Regions from separate parts of the Muntiacus reevesi genome. Here all the other regions are linked to region 2. The links are chromatin contacts, called in public Hi-C maps. All regions are on one chromosome and are shown on one strand. The core of a region is the stretch at or near the end of the contact, and the rest is flanking DNA. Distances in the headings are between cores, read along the strand shown. Region 1 holds the start of AKAP3 (A-kinase anchoring protein 3). Region 2 holds the start of TIGAR (TP53 induced glycolysis regulatory phosphatase). Region 3 holds the start of RAD51AP1 (RAD51 associated protein 1).

Region 1 (2,840 bases), core at 229-2,728, 240 kb after region 2:
CTGATGACAGTGGGATCTGTCAGTTTACCAGAACCAGGAAACTGTTTCTATTCACATGGACTCCAAAATCAAATATTAGCAAAATGTAAGTGCTAAGTGAACACAGGATGAAGCCACAAAATCCGAGTGCAGCATTAGGAAACATCTTTGAAATAATCAAGTTATTTTCCTCTTCCAATTCACTTGGTAAGATGACAGGTCAGTAAGTAGTGGGAGTGAGGTAGAACGGGACCAAACAACCTTGCAAACCTAGTAACAAGCCACTCCCACTCACTTCATGTCTTTTGTTCATCCTAGCAAGGCAACCTCCTTTCTTAAAACACAAAGCACTGAAGAAATGACCAAGTCTGAAAAGATTCCCCCAAAGGAGCTTGTTTTCTGATATGCCCTAGGTAGATGTCTCAGGACATGTTGCTGATCGCTGTTCTTATTCCGGAATTTTGAGAGGCTGCCACGAAAAAAGGATTTAAAAACACAAGTCTTCATCTTCTCTTTCTGGAATTTCGGCAAGCTCTAGATACTACTTTTTAGAACAGTGCAAACTCCCAAGGATCCACAATTAAAAGACTATTACACACCCGTTGCTCTAGAGAGAGCCATCTTGAATTTCTTCCTAGAAAAATGTGCAGATGGCGTGTGCGAACCATCTGTCACGTCCGACTTTGCGACCCCATGGACTGTAGCCCGCCAGGATCCTCTATCCATGGGGATTCTCCAGGCAAGAATACTGGAGTGGGTTGCCATTTCCTCCTTCAGGGGAGCTTTTCCAACCCAGGGATCAAACCTGTGTCTCCAACAGGTCTCCTGCATTGCTGGCGATTCTCTACCCCTGAGCCACCGGGAAAGCCCTACTAACTTTTACAAGACATTTCGGGAGGTTCGCAGACTTCCGGAAGCCCGCTCCTGGGTCAGAGTCCAAGTTAAAAATCCCTGGATTCATGTCGGTTGGTGAGATAGGGGCTTTGGTAAATCATAGTACTTAAAACACAGGTGGAATGATACAACACGTCAGAGAAGTCGTCTCCGAGGTCACCCACGAGCAGAGACTTGAGCTCGTGACACGCCGCAGGAAAAGGGAACAGCAAGAGCCAAGGCCCCGGGGGACGGAACCTGCTCTTCGGACTCCACGAACGCATCTTTCCTCACGTGTATTTCTCTCCCTCACCTTTACTCTCCGCGTCCCCGCCCCTTCCAGTCCCCGAGTCCCCGGCTCTCTCCTGGAAAAGCTTCCAGGGCTCAAGTGCCGCCCCAGCGGACACTTTCAGGGAGCGATGAACTGAGAGGTGGGGAAGCTGGACTGCTGCCCTTGATTCGGTCTGTGGTTTATTCTGAACTTCAGGTTCCTCGAAACTCCGACGCCATCTTTACGGTCAGCTCCTGACATGGAACTCTGATCTCAAGACTTCTCTCTTTTCTCCCCTTTCCTCCGGGTCTCCCTCACATCTCTCAACCCCTTCCCGCGGTTTCCTACGCGCTCTTCTGAGCCACCGTCCACCCCACCCTCGGACCCGCCCCTTCCATTTCAGGTTGGCGCCTGCGCAGATGGCCGGGAGGATGCCTTTTGACCCAGCCTGGTAGCCGTAGTCGGCTGGAGCGCCGGCCGCGGTGGATTCTGGGAGAAGATGGCGGCCGCCGTTCACCCCCGAGTTGTCCGGGTCCTGCCAATGTCACGTAAGTGTCACCGGGAACGGCGGCCCGGGATGGTGAATCCGAGATGCGGGTCTAAAGTTTTGGGAGTGGCGCCGTGCTGCAGCGGTCGCGCTGAGTCGTGGGCCCCCTTGTTTTTCTAGGTCCGCAGCTGCCTCTGTCCGGTTTCTCCTTTCTCTCTCCTCCGGCTCATACATTAAGTTGTGCCCTTGGGAAGGGGTCTTCGCGGAGAGAATGTGAGCAACGCGAAGGGAAGAGGAGAAAGAAGAGGAGAAAGTGGGGGGCATGTAAAGGATCCAAAGACTCAGAGTACTGATGCGGCTGTAAGGTTGTTGTTTAGTTGCTTAGTCGCGTCCGACTCTTTTGAGACCCCCAGAACTGTAGTCCACCAGACTTCATTGTCCATGGGATTCTCCAGCTAAGAATACCGGAGTGGGTCGCCATCCCCTTCTCCAGGGGATCTTTCCGACCCAGGGATCGAACTCGCGTTTCCGGTGTCTTCTGCATTGGCAGGCGGATTCGTTACCTTTGGCCACCGGGGAAGCCTTGACTTTGGTATTATAAGAAATACTGGGCAGAGAAAGAGACATGCCTGTATAATATCGTTTATATGTAGAATCTAAAAAATAATGATGTAAATGATGAACTTATTTACAAAACAGAAACAGACTCACAGCCATAGACAAGGAGCTTATGTTTACCAGGGGAAAGGGTGGGTGCGGGGGATAGTTAGCGAGTTTGGGACTGACACGTACACACTGCTATGTTTAACACAGATTGCCTCAGATGACAGAGAATCCGCCTGCGATGTGGGAGACCTGGGTTCGATCCTGGTTTGGGAAGATCCCCTGGAGAAGGGCATGGCAACCCACTCCAGTATTCTTGCCTGGAGAATCCCCATGGATAGAGGAGCCTGGCGGACTACAGTCCATGGGGTAGCAAAGAGTCAGAACTGAGCGACTAAGCACAACGCAACCAACAGGGACCTACTGTATAGTGAAGAGAACTCTGCTCCACATTATGTAACAACCTAAATGGGAAGAGAGTTTGAAAAGAATAGATGTAAGTCTGTGTATAACTGAATCACTTTGCTGTACGCCTGGAACGGACACAGCATTGTTAGTCAACTATACTCCAATAGACAGTGATTTTTTTTTTTTAAAGAAAGAAATATTGAGGGGCAGGATAGGAAT
Region 2 (2,703 bases), core at 46-2,545:
TGCCACAACAAAGCATCCTTTTTTATTAAAACAAACAAACAGCATGTTATATATTCTCAACAAAAGTGTATCAGTGGTCATTTCTAGCTTATATCTAAACAAAGTTTAAATGAATTCCTTGTTCATTTTATAAACTAGTGTAATCTCTGAACTCTTGAATGAATAATGCAGAATAATGTCCATTCTTTCAAAGATTCCCATTTTTCAACTGTGTTTTTTCCTGATTCTCAAAGTTTATGAAAACATACATGATTTTTATAGGTAGTTCTTGGATAATTAAAAATTTCATATTATTTTAATTTTCTAAATTTTTCCAAAACAATTCTTTCCCCTTATATTATAAAGCTAATTTTCTAAAAGATGTTTGATTTATTTGACAAATGAATACAACTCTGAACACAAGGACAAATGGAAATTTATAGCCAAGGGTGGGCTACCCGGAGGCTCAGCGGAAAAGAATCTGCCTGCAATGCAAAAGACGCAGGTTCAATCCCTGGGTCGGGAAGATCCCCTGGAAAAGGAATTGCACCCTACTCCAGTATTCTTGCCTGGAAAATTCCAGGGACCGAGGAGCCTGGCGGGCTACAGTGCATAAGATCACAAAGAATCACACAGCTGAGCACACATGCGTAGCCAAGGGTGCAGGGTGAAGGATAGAATAGAAAATGAGGTAGAGAACGGAAAATATGACCATGAGGAACTAGGTGAGATATTGGCGAAATGGGGACAGAGAGGAACGTGATTTTATTAACAGAATGGAGGAAGAGGAGTTTGATTAGACATCAAGGGTGGAAGGATTCTCCAGCAAGTGGCTTCGCAGGATTTTTGGTAAAAATCGGGCCCTGCAGGCGAAGCAGGAGGCCTAGTCCAGATAGGGCTGCCAGGGGCCAAGCCTAGACTTTGCGCCCGGAGCAGGTCAGTCTAGGCGGAGCTGGGGGCTGAAGCCGGGTGGGTCTAAGCACGCTGCTGACCCCACGCCCCCAGTGCCAGCGGGTCACATAAACCCTAGGACCGAACGGGTCTGGAGCTGTACATCCACGAAGCAGGACTGCTGGCCGCACTCCAGCCTCCAATCAGACTAACCGCAATCGGAGCTGCCGGCAGCCTTATCATCTCGGAGCCTCCGACCCTGGATTTGCCCGGGCGCGACCCGCCTGCCGGGTCCGGGGCGGGGCCGTCGCACCTGCCGCGCTCCAATCACGGACCTGCGCGCAGCGGCGCACGCGCCACGGCCCTGGGCGGGATCTGGCCGCCCATCAGTCTTCGCGACCTGCCGGGCCCCCGCCTCCCTGATTGGCTGGTCCGGGAGTGACATAGAAGCCGCCTTCACCTATAGCTGCGGAGCCGGCCGGCGGCGCGGTGCGGAAGCGGCGGGGCTCGGCGGGCGCAGTGCAGGCAGCGGGTGCGGATTCTGGCGCCGCTGCGGTCCTTGCTCCTCTGGCTCCGGGCGTGGGCGGGATGACGCGCTTCGCTCTGACCGTGGTCCGGCAGTGAGTATGGCGGTCGCGGGCTGCCCTGTCCCTTCCGTGGCGTGCTGCGGGGCTGGGCCGGGGGGACCGAGGATCCGCACCCACCCCGCCAGTCCTGTCCCGTGGGTTCCCCCGCGGCTCGGCCGGGCTTTTTCTGGATGTTCCCCGTGAGTTACCCCCTTTCGGCTCTCCTGGCCCTGCGACGCCGTGGAGAAGGCCAGGGGTCAGATGTCATCGGTCTCCCAGTACGTGGGGACGGAGACGTCGGAAGGAGTGAGGTCAAGGTCCCCTTCCCCACCCCACCCTACCCCAGCTGCTGCTGCTGCTGCTGCTAAAGTCGCTTCAGTTGGGGGGCGGCTGAATCCGGAGACACAGGCGAGTCCCGGCACCTCCCGGGCGGCGCGTTTGCCCCCAGCTGGGCCCCCAGGGTCTGCAGCGTGGACTGGCCCGGGGCTGACCTTTCCCCTGCAGGCTCTGCTCCCACTCTGTCCCTTCGGTCCCCCAGGCTCGGGTCTGAGATTCTCTTCTTCCCGGCAGAGCTCCAATCACTGGGGGAGGAGCTGGGGGGGGAGGGTGGTGCGCCTCGCCCTGCTCTCAGCCGCCTGCACCGCCCTCAACAAATATTTTTAAACATACGTTATAGGGGCCAAATGCTGACATGTCTTGCCATGCCTTCCTTTTTCTTTTCGACTCTATATTTGCCCGATTTTAACTGAGTTCAGGGCGGTCAGGAGTACAGATTTTTCAAGCAAGGGCGACATAGATGGGAATCTGGGCTCCACCTGGGAGCCTTGTAACCTGGGCTTCCTTTAATCGACTTAATTTACCCGACCACAGTTTCCTGATTTATAAAGTGGGGATAGTGATAGGCCCCACACCACTGGGTTAGTGTGATCATTAAATGTTAGAAAGGTCAAGTTCATGGCACGGGGGAGGGGGATGGGGCATGTATGAAAATTAATGAACTTTTCTTTCTGTAAGGACAACTCTGATAAAAATGCAGCGAGTCTGAATAAAAATGTGTGTGTGGTTAATGGGACCAGCATTCTGAGTGGGTTCTGTGTAGCAGAGGACTGGGTTACAGGTAACTAAGATTCCATTTTTGACTTCTTGGAGCTTGCAAGGAACATCAGAATGGTCTAACCTTGTCAAGCCTGCCTTTAGTTGCTGACTTTTTTGGGTCCTGTTCTTCCTTAATAGGAAGGTTATCTCAGCTGTCATCTGAAGTTGTCCC
Region 3 (2,736 bases), core at 127-2,626, 150 kb after region 2:
GCTTATACCTCCAGACTCTTCTTTGGGGAGCTGAACCCCCCTCCTCTCCAACACACAAACTGACAAACTTTACTTTCAGCCATACTGAACGTCTTTCAATACCAAACCTCTCTTTCGACTTCCAACCTTCCTGAATGTTTTTCCTTTGCCCAGAGCACGCTTACTGTTCTTCTTTCCTTGGCCATGTCTCAGGTTAGACATGCCCCAGGAAACTTTTAACTTGTAGGACTGTCTTCATGCTTAATCAAATAATAAATACGAAGCATCTGGTAAACAAAACATGACCAGTAAATGGAAGCTGGTAAAAATAATAATGAAAGAAGCTTTTATATAAGAACATATCAGTTTTTAAAAAAATCAAAGGCTGCTAAGTACACATGATGCAGACAGAGGCAGTAAAGGAACATTTTGCTGGGAACTGAAAATTAATTGAATATGGGCTCATGGTCTCATTTTGTTTACAGTCAATATTCTAGGAAAACCAAAACCAATAGCTCTGGTTTCAGTTGATTAGCTCTTTAGAATTGTGTCTCAAAAATTGATACTTTAGTTATTTCTCCCCGGTTTGTTATTACTGCCTGCATGCCTGGGTGTGCTCAGCCGTGCTCCACTCTTTGCAAGCCCAGGGAAGGTAACCGGCCAGCTCCTCTGTCCATGGGATTCTCCAGGCAAGAATACTGGAGTGGGTTGCCATTTCCTCCTCCAGGGGATCCTTCCCATCCAGGGATTAAAAGCCACCCGGATTACCACAGAGCCACCTGGACCCTCCCGAGCGATGAAATCAAGGAAGATTTCCATACAACAATGGGATGGGAAAAGGAGAGCTGGACCGAACTCATTCAGCCAATAGAATGGAGGTTCGGCGGCTTGAGTGAGTCAGGGAAGGGAGGGCAGACTGTCGGGCCGAGAAGTCCCAGCCGAGTGAGGGGACCAGGCCCCCGATCGGCCCGAGGGAGCTTCCTTGCTCCGGTCACGAGCTCACCTCCTCTAGTTCCGAGTTCCCAGCTGTCCGCAGTACGGGTCGTGACCACCGGCCTTGGCCCTCGGCCCATCAGCTGACTGCTGCCTTGCTTTTACAGTCGGAAGATCCGCTACGGCAGATTCTTCCAAGTATTTTCCTCTTTCCTGGCAGTTCGTGGAAAATTCCTCGGTATAAATGTTCCCTTGTTCCATCCTGCCTACTTTTAATCATTTAAAACGTGTCGGAAGGTGTATTTATACTAATATTGTGCATTTTGGAGACCGCGCAGAGACAACTCTCGTTACGAAACTGAAGCGGCGAAACACAATCTTAGCTCTGGCAGACCGGATGCGGAAGGGCGGTGCTTGGGGAGGGCGTGAACTAACGCGCTCTTCTCAGAACGCATGCGCGGCAGCCGGAATGGCTGGCGAGGATTGGCGAGCCGCAGGACAGGCGGAACGCTCAGGGTTTGATTTTGGGCGGGAATTGGAACTGCCGCGGCGGCTGCCTGCTAGAGCCTGAGAGCTGCAGGTTTCCAGCCTCGGAGGGGACCATGGTGCGGCCTGCGAGGTGAGTAGCCCATGGAATCCGGCGAGTGTGGGGAGGAAGGTCAGGAAGACGCTGTAGGCCGCGTTTCCTGCACGGGATGGAGAGAAGGGCCCGAGGACCCAGGGTGGCGATAGTGGGACGAACAGGGAAACACTCCGGCCTCCAGTGAGAGCTCTCGCTCCTAGGAAGGGTCCTGTCAACCTAGCCGTTTCCTTCTCTTGGGCGTCCTTGACTGTTCCTGCCGTTTCTTTTACCCATCCCGTTCAACTAAGCTGATTACGCTTTGCATTTTACTGAGCTTCTCAGTTCAGTTCAGTGGCTCAGTCGTGTCCGACTCTTTGCGACCCCATGGACGGCATCACGCCAGGCCTCCCTGCCCATCACCAACTCCAGAGTTTACTCAAACTCAGGTCCATTGAGTCGGTGATGCCATCCAACCATCTCAGCCTCTGCCGTCCCCTTCTCCTCCTGCCCTCAATCTTTCCCAGCATCAGGGTCTTTTCAGATGAGTCAGTTCTTTGCATCAGATGGCCTGTTAATTCATTTGTTGGTCACTATACTTCTTTCAGATAGAAAGTTTAGGTCTTCTCATTTTATCAGTTTAAACCTCTGGACCTGAAAGTCAGTTTGCCTGAATCATACAGCTAGTAAGTTGCTGGGTAACAAGCAAATCTAAGCCAGCTGGCGCCAGATCCACTGTGTTTTCCACCAAGTGCTGTTGGAAATTCTTCCTCTACTTTACCTCAGTCGAGCACCATGGAGACCTAGGGTCAGCCATTCATTTAGTAGGGTTTCGAATATACTTACTTCTGCGCTGAAAGTATGTATTTACTAGGTATATATCCATATATTTAGGTGCTGGAGATTGCATTCTAAGGGGCTGAAAATAAACATGGCAGTGTGAGAGAGTGAGAGGAAGGAAAGCCTTATTTTAATTTTCATTAAAAACTTTTTTGAAGTGAGGTTATCTATAAGCTTGTGTCTCTGGTGTACAGCAAAGTGATTCAGTTTATATATATATTTTAATAAAACATATCTGTATACACACACATACACGTATGTATTCTTTTCCATTATGGTTTATTACAAGATATTGAATATAGTTCCCTGTGTTGTATAAATTTTTGTCTATCTGTTTTGTATATAATATTTGTATGTGCTAATCCCGAACTCCTAATTTATCCCTCCCACCACCTTTCCCGTTTGGTAATCCGAAGTTTGTTTTC

The links. Hi-C and Micro-C count contacts between places; a contact is called where the count stands out from the background.
Region 1: a Hi-C map of muscle shows a contact between it and region 2, with 4 times the contacts expected there. The contact joins the promoter of AKAP3 here to the promoter of TIGAR in region 2. A contact is called at or near these places in 2 of 3 Hi-C or Micro-C datasets (blood and muscle).
Region 3: a contact with region 2 is called in a Hi-C map of muscle, with 4 times the contacts expected there. The contact joins the promoter of RAD51AP1 here to the promoter of TIGAR in region 2. A contact is called at or near these places in 2 of 3 Hi-C or Micro-C datasets (blood and muscle).

What each region holds. Positions count from the first base shown.
Region 1 is chr1:49,153,528-49,156,367 of mMunRee1.1, reverse strand. AKAP3 (A-kinase anchoring protein 3) reads right to left here and starts at 1,478. Exons shown (of 5, transcript XM_065942536.1): 1 at 1-1,478. NDUFA9 (NADH:ubiquinone oxidoreductase subunit A9) reads left to right here and starts at 1,527. Exons shown (of 11, transcript XM_065942551.1): 1 at 1,527-1,671. The coding sequence starts at 1,623.
Region 2 is chr1:49,395,126-49,397,828 of mMunRee1.1, reverse strand. It overlaps TIGAR (TP53 induced glycolysis regulatory phosphatase), which reads left to right and starts at 1,295. Exons shown (of 6, transcript XM_065942614.1): 1 at 1,295-1,490. The coding sequence starts at 1,459.
Region 3 is chr1:49,246,373-49,249,108 of mMunRee1.1, reverse strand. It overlaps RAD51AP1 (RAD51 associated protein 1), which reads left to right and starts at 1,376. Exons shown (of 9, transcript XM_065942577.1): 1 at 1,376-1,531. The coding sequence starts at 1,515. FERRY3 (FERRY endosomal RAB5 effector complex subunit 3) reads right to left here and starts at 1,195. Exons shown (of 14, transcript XM_065942600.1): 1 at 983-1,195.